2 separate regions of the Sus scrofa genome follow, and region 1 is linked to region 2. The links are chromatin contacts, called in public HiChIP or PLAC-seq maps. All regions are on one chromosome and are shown on one strand. Each heading gives the region's core, a stretch centred on a gene start, on an enhancer-like site or on the middle of the called end of the contact. The rest is flanking DNA. Distances are from core to core; before and after follow the strand shown. Region 1 overlaps SCUBE1 (signal peptide, CUB and EGF-like domain-containing protein 1). Region 2 holds the start of SCUBE1 (signal peptide, CUB and EGF-like domain-containing protein 1).

Evidence for each region. HiChIP or PLAC-seq counts read pairs in DNA pulled down with a chosen protein or histone mark.
Region 1: an H3K27ac HiChIP or PLAC-seq map of skeletal muscle shows a contact between it and region 2. The contact joins the enhancer-like site here to the promoter of SCUBE1 in region 2. A contact is called at or near these places in 2 of 5 promoter capture datasets (liver and skeletal muscle), 9 of 47 Hi-C or Micro-C datasets (epiblast stem cells, fetal skeletal muscle, heart right ventricle and 5 more) and 1 of 2 datasets of contacts at active chromatin or transcription factors (skeletal muscle).

What each region holds. Positions count from the first base shown.
Region 1 is chr5:5,609,124-5,614,142 of Sscrofa11.1, forward strand. The region is part of intron 4 of SCUBE1 (signal peptide, CUB and EGF-like domain-containing protein 1); the gene reads left to right. Among named protein-coding and RNA genes, the nearest start is that of SCUBE1, 50 kb to the left of the region's middle. Within about 2 kb of position 2,303, at least 8 of the 83 cell types and tissues checked have an H3K27ac peak or open chromatin away from gene starts, as enhancers often do. A contact at or near this core is called in skeletal muscle, where this site is marked.
Region 2 is chr5:5,559,863-5,564,877 of Sscrofa11.1, forward strand. It overlaps SCUBE1 (signal peptide, CUB and EGF-like domain-containing protein 1), which reads left to right and starts at 1,617. Exons shown (of 24, transcript XM_003125983.6): 1 at 1,617-1,831. The coding sequence starts at 1,744.

The DNA.
Region 1 (5,019 bases), core at 1,053-3,552, 50 kb after region 2:
CAGAACGGCTTTCCTGGCTCCTTGGAAGTCTTAGTGTTTGTTTAGGCAGCTTCCTCAAGGACAGGGCAGCCCGATAATTCTCAGCCCTGCCGTGTCCCCAGGAGGACAGAAAGGCCGAGCGCCACGGTCCCTGGGCGCTGCTCCAGGCGCACTGTCCGGGCTGACGAGGCACCTTAGGAGGTCTCGTGGCTGTGGGGCTGTGGGGTCCTGCTGCCCCGGACGAGGGCCCTGGGCCCAAATCGAGTTTTATAAAAAGCACACTTGTGAGGAAGAGAGGGCGAGTGGTGGTGGGAAGGGAGTCGTGCTTTCATCAAGGAGAGGGGTTTGCAGGGAGACGAGGCTCGGAGCAAGCGGGAAGGGCCCGAGGCTGTGTGCGCTCTGCTCCTGTAGACCAGCTTTCCCACGAGCAGGGTGGGCGCTCGGGAAGGCCGTGGCCTGGTTGGAAGGCAGATGAACAGGAGGGGACAGCACGACGCCAGGTGGCGGCTGGGTTCTGTTTGCAACCGGGGCTGCTCTGCCTGTAAGGATTCGCTGTGCCAAGGACGTTCCAGAGCAGAGCAGTGGGGTTGGGGGACACGATGACGTGGGGGCAGCGACTGCGGCTGCTGTGGGCTCCACGCTTCCTCCAAGCTGGGCCCTCACAGCAGCCTGCCGAGCTGGGTTATCGTGACCCTGTGACTGGTGAAGGTGCTTAAGCCCAGTCAAGTTGGGAGACCTGCCCGAGGTCATACCATAGGTTCCAGGCAGTCAGGATGCCAGCTCTGGTCACCAGGTGGGACGCGATGAGGCTGGTAAGGAAAGAAATCAGGCAGAGGAGCAGAAACAGACAGGTGCTGACGGCCTCTCTGAGGAAGCTGCACACGAGCTAGAACAGATCGACGAGCGGGAGGGGCTGCGGGAGGGGTCTGGGGTGGGGGTGCAGGCAGGGTTTGTGTCAAGGCCCGCGGGGAAGGGACCAGGCTCCTGTGAAACTGAACAAGGGCGGGGTGGCAGAGCACAGCAAGCTGGCACGAGGAGTGCATGCCAGGGGCCACCGTGAGGCTGGTGGGACGTGGCCGGAGCTGGGATTTCAGGCATCAGCGGCCGAGCGGAGCTGGTGAGGCAGTGGTGGGGGAGTGATGCCAGAGGGCAGGGCGGGGGATATCAGGGGAGACTCAGACTCTCCAGGGGCCAGGAATCTAGATTCAACCAGAATACAGATTTGGGGGACTCAGCCCCAATCTATGTCAACCAGCTGTTGGTTAAAGAAGTCCCTGCTCTCGTTAGGATTTTTGCGTCAATCTCCCAATGTTGAAATCCAGGTAGTGAATCAATCTGAGAACTAGAAAACTTCTTGGCTACCTGCCTAAGGACAAGGGAGGCATTTCCGGGGTCCCCGAAGGCTGCGTGGAGGGACTGAGGAGGACAGGACAGGACAAGTGCATGGGACCTGGACCCCCGGTCCTCTGTGCCTGTGGGGGCATGGGCCTGGGCCACCGGACGGGCTGCTCCTTCCCGAGGCTCCGTGGGTTGTCGTGGCAGTTGCCGCCTTGACCGTGTGTTAACTGCAGTGCTGGTTGTTAGAGCTCAAAATCAGAACGTGTCCAGCGAGCTGAGACCAGCTTGTTCTGCCCCCAAGTGACCTCTGACCCAGTCAGATTCCTATGTCACCTGACTCTAGGTTCCTAATGGCTCGCAGCCCTCTGGAGCCTCCCCTGAGCCGGGGAAAGCAAGGAGGCCGGTTTGATTAGAGGGGACACGACGCACGAGCAGGGTCAGCCAGGGCCAGTCCAGGCTCCTGGCCAAGAGACAAGGCCACGGACTCAGCCCTTCTGAGTGGCTGCACCTCATAGGCGCCAGCACAGACCCTGGCCTGAGGCGTGTGGATCTGGCCAGGTGGGGGTTGGGAGTTTTAGGTTCTCGGCTGTTCTCCGTCTGCACTGGTCACGTGGCCTCTGCCATTACTCCTACCTCTCTGGGTCTCCTTGTCTATAAACCGAGACCAGTAATCCCTCCCAGACAAGCGAGGGCTCCAGTAGGGGAAATGCTTTGAAGGGGTCAAGTTCATTGCCTGCCCTAGGGGTGGCCGCTCACATAGGCAGCTTCCTCAGGCCTTTAGAACGCATGCTGGATTTGGGGACACAGGCTGTTCCCTGGTTCCCAGCTTGGGTGGGAGGGGACCCAGAGCCGCTGAGATCTGTGGCCCGGCTCTCTCCACTCAGCACTTCTGGCAGCAGCACAGCCCACACTCACCCCCTCGTTCAGCCTCTGGCCCAGCAAGCTCTAAGTCCCTCTTCCGCCCCACGGCCGGGGGACAGCTGGGCCAGGCCAGTGCCAGCCTCTGCTGCCCCATCATGGCCGGCCGCCCAGGGCCTCCCAGTCCCGGTGTGGACAGGCCACCAGGCAGCTGGCACCTCCGGCTCTCTCCCTCTCCTAGGCCTGCTCTTTTCTCTTAAATGTACGTCGCGTCCACGCTCCAAGAAGGTGTTGACTCCTGGATGAACTTTCCCCTCTCCTTCCCGAGAGGACTTCTTCCCGTCAGTCTGAGCGAAGCTGATTTAGCGGGAAGGCGCTCTGAAAGGTCTGACGAGCTGTGTGATTAGGTCACTAGTTCATTCATTCGTGTGCCAGGCGCCCGGCTGGTCCCTGGGATCCCAGTGTCAGTAAAAGCAGACACGGTCCTGCCAAGCTTTCCGCCTAGACAGGGGTCCGATGCTAACGAGGATGCTAGCAGTTACCTTCTCTTGAGGAGCTGAGGAGGGCGCCCTGGAGGGAGGGCACTGGGCCTTCCAGGGCCTCTAATGTTCCCATCTGCACAGCAGAGACGCAGTGAGAGCCGTCTCCAGGAGGGCCTGGTGAAGGATTGCCGTTCTCACTGGCGCTGATCCTGGGCCACCGCAGCTGCCCACAGCCGTGGGTTTGAGATGTTTGAGCCCCTCGCCCACGCAGGAGGCTGCCCGCTCTCAGGCCTCGCCTGATGCCCACTGTGGTCCCGTCTCTGGCGGTGCTGGAAGGCACCCGCGTGAGAGGCAATGTGTTGTCTCCACGGTGGAGAGATGCGGGACCGACTGGCAAGGGGGCTTGGGGGGCTGTATGTGTCAAAGCCCAGCCCCGAGGGCCCTTTGGCACAGACACCTGCCACCATTAAGAGCACAGGTTCTGGGGCCTGGCAGCCTTGCCTGGAACGCCAGCCCCCCAGCTCATCATCTGTGCGACCTTGAGCAACCTTGAGCAAGTCACATCTCTGGCCTGTTGTAGACTGGGGGTCATCGCAGTACCTGCTTCATAGAGGTGGAAAGATGATTTCAATAAATGCGGCGTCTTAGGATTGTGACTTATCAGAGGTGAGGAAGGAGGCCCGAGAGGGCAGCCCCCCCCCCACACACACATATACCCGGGCCTATTTCCAGAGCCGTCAGCAGAGTCAGGGCCTGGAGCATTCAGGGCAAGGCTCTGCTGCTGTGCGCGGGGGCTGCCCGGAGCCTGAGCTTCCGCTGAGGATGCTCAGGCGATCGGCAGTCAGGCCTCCTCGGGGAACGAATGCTCTTCCAAGCGGTGAGCTGATGGCCCTGGCACCCGGGCTTATCCGTGCTCAGGGCAGCACATGGCATGCAGACACCTAGCCTCACCCTCAGCCGTCACCCAGTCGCAGCTCGCCAGCACCCACCACGAGTCCCACCTAGGGCTGCAGAGCTCAGGCCCCCCGCTCACAGGGGAGGTTTGAGCGGTGTGCCGGGCCCCTGCTGGGCACCGGCCGTAGGGAACCGAGACTTGAGGAGGACATCAGGCCTCTGTCTGCTCCTGCTGCTCCCCAGGCTCTGGGCGCCCCACCCGACCCCGTGTACGGATCAGGGCCCCGCTCAGCCCGCAGTGAGCCGGCCCATGGAAGGCTGTCAGGCTTTGCCTCCTCTGGGCTCAGAAGGCTGCCTTTGTCCCCCACCCCCCTGCAGAAGGCAGTTTTCCCCCTGCTGCCTGCGTCCCTGCAGCTTGGCTCCCCGTGGGCAGGGACTCTGTCCCCCCTGTGCTGATGTGGGGTGGGGGAGGGGCTGGTGCTCCCCGTCCTCGGCTCGTGCAGGCCAGCTCCTGCTCAGCATGGACCAGTGGACGCCGCAGCCCGTCCAGGCGCTGGGCCAGGTGATGGAGCCCAGAGGCGTGTACGTTTCACCGCACACCGAAGCCTGCCATGCTGCCTCCCCTCCCGCGTTGGATGCTCTGGAACAGGCCACAGGGCCCTGAGCATCTGTGTCCCTGCAAGGCGGAGGCCCGTGCAGAGCGGATGCCGGACTGGCATTCTCCCAGCAGGACGTTGGGTTTACATGCGCGCCTTTAACGGTCTCTTTGATGTCCTTCTGAGTCTGTTTAAGTGCACGTAAAAATGTGGGTGGGAGACGGCCTCGCCCTCCCACCGCCAGCATTCCTTGTGGCACTCAGAGCCGTGTTTTCACAGAGCTCAAGATTTGGCATCCAAGGTAGCACTGGCTCCAGCCAAAATCTGAGGTGGGATCCAGGAACAGGAAAGCTTGGCTTCTTATGCATGAAATGCTAACGGTGAGGGTGAGAGCTCCCATCCTGCGGGTTCACTGCGGGCCAGGCCCTGGGATAAGCACTAGCATCTTGCATCCTTACAGGAACCTGATTTTACAGATTAAGAAACCGAGGCATGGAGAGGTTGGGACACTTGCCCAAGGTTGCAGCCCGTGGCACGGCAGAACCCACGCTCTGGTGGGCTGGCCTCTGAGCCTGGGCAGACTGCACAGAGGGTTCCAACAAGGCTTGCACACACCCCTCACCCCAGGCCCAAGAGGGTGGGACCTGGGAAAAGCAGAGATGCCTCTTTAGCTGGCACACAACCTGCAGTTCCATGGGTGTGAGCGTGCCAGGTATTAAGTTTACTTGTCTCTCTCTCTCTTTTTTTTTTTTTAATGTCCCCACTTGCAGCATGTGGAAGTTCCCAGTCCAGGAATTGAATCCAAGCTGCAGCTCTGGCAGTGCCAGACTCTCTAACCCACTGCGCCAGGCGTGGAACCCGCACCTTCGCAG
Region 2 (5,015 bases), core at 367-2,866:
CTGATAATGAGGTCTCCCAAATTAAGCCACCAGCCAGGAGCAACCACACAGAAGGAAATGTCTAGAGTGATTGGGGGGGGTAAGGCTGGCCCTCTCTGGTTCCCCCTGTGGAGGGGACCCCTTGCCTCGGCCACCAGGCCAGTGCCACAAGCCGTTTGTGATATGAAGTCAGATTGGGAGCAAGGGAGCCTGGGCACAGGTTTAACTTTCCAGGACTGCAAAGACTGCCTGCTGAAGGTTGTGTGAGTGTGTGTCTGTGTGTGTGTGTGTGTGGTCACACATCTGTGTGTGAGAGGCTGTGTGTTGGAAGTGTGCGAGGGTGTGTGTCTATGAGGATTTGTATGTATGAGCATGTGTGAGTGCATGTGTGCCTGAGGGTGTGTGTTGGAGGGTGTACGTGAGTGTGTGTGTGTTGGGGGGGCGGGGAGGGGAGCTGGTGTGGAGAGGCGAGTTGGGCGTGGACTGGTGCAAGCAGAGTGGACAAAAAGAGGAAAGTCTTGTCTTTGAGTCAGGCCTGGAGAGCAGGAGAAGAAAAAAGGAGCTCTTATTGGTGGTTGTCAAGGAGATGGGCTTTGGGGTTTGCTGAACTTTTCTTCCCTTAAAGCGTCCTGCCTGGGGCTGAGAAGGGCCATTTATTTCCAGCTTCGCCTCCCAAGTGGGGGTCTCAGGTCCAGGCCCCAAAGAAGTCAGGTGTAGACTCCAGGACAGGCCAGAGCAATTCTTCAGTGCAATGACCTTACCCCCACCCCCAGCCCACCACCCCTCAGTGTCTGGCACTGGGGAGGCCCAGGGCTCGCATTCTGGGGGGCATCAAATTTTGCTGGATGACAGGTCAGTCCGAGATGGGCCGGGATGACCGAGAGCGACTGAGGGGACTTGGAGCTTTGTGGGGGCCCCTTCCAGATCTGAATCCCGGGAGGCCCTAAACACATTTACAGGCCATTGGCCCTTGGGGAGTGGTAAAAAGTTCATTTGTTTGGAACATAAATTTTCAAACGAGCTTCAGATTTTTTTCCTGTCTGGCTTCTTCACAGCTGCATTGCCAGCGCTTGCTTGGCACACAGTAGGTGCTCAATAAACATTTACCGAATGGATGAGCAGAAATTTCTGCTTTGAGCATTTTGCGTGTCTTTCACTGCGAATGGATGTCACAGGCCTTTCTTGACCTCTGAGGGGCGGTTGGCAGGCCCCCTTCGTCTCCCTTGAGAGAGTGTGTGTGTGTGTGGGTGGGGGTCGGTGTATGCGCGCGCGCGCGCACACACACGCGAGCTGGTGGCTGGGTGGGTACTGCCCCCAAAGGGGCGACCACCTTCGACGACGGGGGCTGGGGAGGGGGGAGCCAGGGACAGGGGGAGGGGGCAGCCTCAGAACCAGCTCCAGCCTGGCCTAGACCGTGCACCCCCACCCCCCGGGCCCCCGGGCAGCGCGAGCCGGCTCCTACCCCCCACCTGCCGCCCACCCGGAGGGGAGGGGGCGCCCCCGGACGCCCGCGCCTGCCCCTCCCCCCGCAGGCTGGCGGCCCGCGTCCATTGGCTGGTCGCGCGGGGAGCCCCGCCCTCGGCGGCAACGAGCCAATGAGCGTGTGGCTGTCAGCTCGTCAGCCGCGCCGGCTCGGAGGCTGGGAGCCCAAGCGGTGGCGGTGGAGCCAGCAGCTAGGAGCGCTCGGCGAGCGGCCGGTCGGTGGGGTCCTCGCACCCCGCACGCCCGCACGCCCCGCCCGGCCCGGCCCGGCCCGCAGCGAGCATGGGCGCGGCGGCCGTGCGTTGGCACTTGTGTGTGCTGCTCGCCCTGGGCGCGCCCGGGCGGCTGGCGGGGGGCAGCGGGCTCCCAGGTAAGCCCCCACCCGGTGGGCGGCGGGCGCGAGGCGGCGGCAGCGGCGGCGGGGTCCCGTGTGGGCCCCCAGCTCCGTGCCGTCGAGAGGGCCGCAGCCCGCACGGCCCCGCGGCCCGCCCCGCCTCTTTGCAAAGTAACTTCTGGGGCCGGCGCCGGGCGCCCCCTCCCCGCAGCCCCGGCAGCCCCGCGCTCCGGGAGCCCGGCGGGGCCGCAGCGGGGGCGGAGTGGGCTGTGGCCCCGGGGGAGGGGGAATGTGAGGGAGGGAGGAAGAGAGAAAGCGCGACGGCCGGCCGCGGGCAACCCCCCCACCTCCGCCGCGCACCGCCCGAGGGCGAGAGGGAGTGGGGACCCTGCAGCCTGACGGGCGCTCCCCCAGGAGAGATGGGAGCGCGGGCGGAAGGAGGCCCAGAGGGGAGACCCGGAGGCGGTGGGCGAAGGAGAAAGGACAGACCCCGAGAGAAAGAGAAGAGGGAGGTGATAGATGGAGAGACAGACGGACAGAAAAGGAGGCACACAAAAGGACACAGGGAAAAAAAGAGAAAGACTGGAAGAGTAGAGATGAGAAAGGCCAGGAGAGAAAGGAGGAGACCCGGCGGAGTGAGGAGGAGGCAGACGAGCAGCAGGACGGAGAAAGATCGAAAGAGGGGGACGTGCGAACAGGACTAAGGGCTGGGAAGAGCAGAGGAGAGGTGCCGTTAGAGGGACCCCAGAGAACGAGACGGAGGACTCCGGGAGGGAGGAGGGAGGGAGGCAGAGGGGGAAGAGAAGGATGGAGGTGGCTGGGAAGCTGTGTAGGGATGGACAGACACAGACCAAAGGCGATGGGTGGGAACCAGAGTGAGGGAGACCAAACAGGGGACATGGGGAGGGGGCCCAGGAGAGGGAGGCGGGGGACACTGAAGGAGGGAGCAGGCACCCAGCGTCCGAAACCTGCACACTTGGGGTTCGGCGAGAAGAGGCGGGCGCCCCATGGATTTCACAGGGACCTGGGGACCCGCCCCTTCCCCTCCTGTTCTCTTGGTCGTCTGGAAGGGGCTGTCCCACAAAAAAAGCTGAAGACACAGTCTCTTCTCTGTCCCCCGGAGAAGCTTCCTCCCGTCCTCTTCTTGGTGGGAGAGATGCTGCTGCGCCCTGCCTGGCGTCTCTGAGCTCCCCTGGGGCTGCGCGGGGCTCCCAGAGGTCTGGGTTTGGCGGCAGGCAGTCTGTTCCTGTAAGTCACGCCCTGAGTGAGGATGCTGGGCCATTTAAACTGTGCCACAGTGGGAGATGAGCTGTTTTTCCTGTGGCTCCCCAGGAAAACTGAACCCTACTGCCATGCCCCACGTGTCTCTCCTGGGCTTTGAGGTCCTTCACCCCCGTTTGATTGTTCCTGTGTGTGCCTGTCGCCTCCTCCCTCTCTCTCCCTCTCCCTCCCTCTCTCCTGTGTGTCTGTCTGCACTTCCCTTCCGCATCTTCACCCCGTGGAAGCCTTATGCTGTGAAACAACTAATGTCAAGCACCTGTGATGGGAGGGCTGGGCGGGGGTGCCCTGCTGAGGGAGTCCCCAGCCCAGGCCAGGACTGGGGCCAGAGAACCTGCAGGAACCTATGGCCTGTGTGTCTCTCCCTCTCCCCAGCCCCCACCTAAAGGCATGTTTAAAAGGTGTGTCAGGAGGTGCCCCTCCCCTTGGCTAACATCCATCCATTTCCATCCCATGAAGATACCACCTAGGTGGGAGATTAGGGGTGCAAGGGCGAAGAGCCCTGGGCATTCCCCCCTGCCCATTCCTGTGCTGTACAGCCCCTTGGGCAATTGCAGGGCTGTATCTGGAGCCCATTGCCCCTGCTGGTCCTGTCTCAGAGGTGGCCCCAGTCCTCTCCCCTGGCAGATGCAGACTGGTCCCCTCTGGTCTCTGGCTTCCTGCCCTTGAGACTGTGCCACCCCTCTGAGGGGGGTCCCTCTGTGGTCACTTCTTCAGAAGGGAGTGTACTGCTGGGCCCTGGCCATCTGACGGCTGGCTATGGTCTCCTGTAATGACTACCTCCTGGCTGCTGCTCCATCTTTCTCTGGGCAGCTGCAAAGGATGGGTTGCTGACCGGGCAGATACAGCCACCCTGAGAAGGTATGCCACCTGTTCTCTGTGTGTGTGTGTGTGTGCACACGCCCCGGAGGTGATTCTGTTGTGTTTCTCTCTTTTTTTTGGCCCCACCCACGGCATATGCAGAAATTCCTGGGCTGAGGATCAAACCCTAGCCACAACAGTAGCCTGAGCCTACTCAGTGACAATGCCAAGCCCTTAACCACTAGCCACCAGGGAACTCCATGTCAGGGATCAAACCCCACTCCACAGCTGTAGCAATGCCAGGTCCTTAACCCTCTGCACCGCACAGGAACTTCCTGTGTTTCTTTTGATGCCTCTTTTCCTTTGGGGGCAGGCTGGAGCCTTGGGGACAAGGGCAAGGAGGAGGCCTTGGACGGGGGAGTGGTTCTCTTAGAGAGCCCCCCCCCCACCCCGCCGAAGCAGATTTAGGACCCAGTGTCAGCTGAGGGAGTGATTCAGAGTGGAGATTTTTGAGGGCCACACAGGCTAGGGAGGTCGGAGGCATGAAGAGAGAATATTCTAGGGCTTTCCCAGGCTGCCCCTGGGTGACTGCCCTCTGAGTGGCCACTGGGAGTTCTTCATGCTCCCATCTGGGCCCTTCTGTCTGTCTTTTTTTTTAGGGCCTCACCCACGGCATATGGAGGTTCCCAGGCTAGGGGTCCAATCGGAGCTACAGCCGCCGGCCTACACCACAGCTCACAGCAACGCTGGATCCCCAACCAGGGATCAAACCTGTGTCCTCATGGATCCTAATCAGATTCATTTCCACTGAGCCACGACGGGAACTCCCAAGGGGATGGATTTTAATTCTTCTGAGGCCCCTTCTGGCTCCGGGTTCTAGGATAACGAGTGTGGAGGAGGGTTCGAGCAATGCTTGCAGGGCAAGCCAGAGAGAGCCTTCTCCCCACTGTGTCCCTAGGCGGCCGTTTTCTCACCTTTTTCATGGGAGTGGTGGCTCTGCTTAACGGAACTGTTGGGAGAATAACTAAGACTCAGTGCTTTGGTGGCGCTGTGCCTGACACAGGGTAGCTGTCCCAAAGATGCTGCCCGCCACCTCTTATTACACCAGGTTGTCACCTGAAGGCTGTTACTGTTAACTACC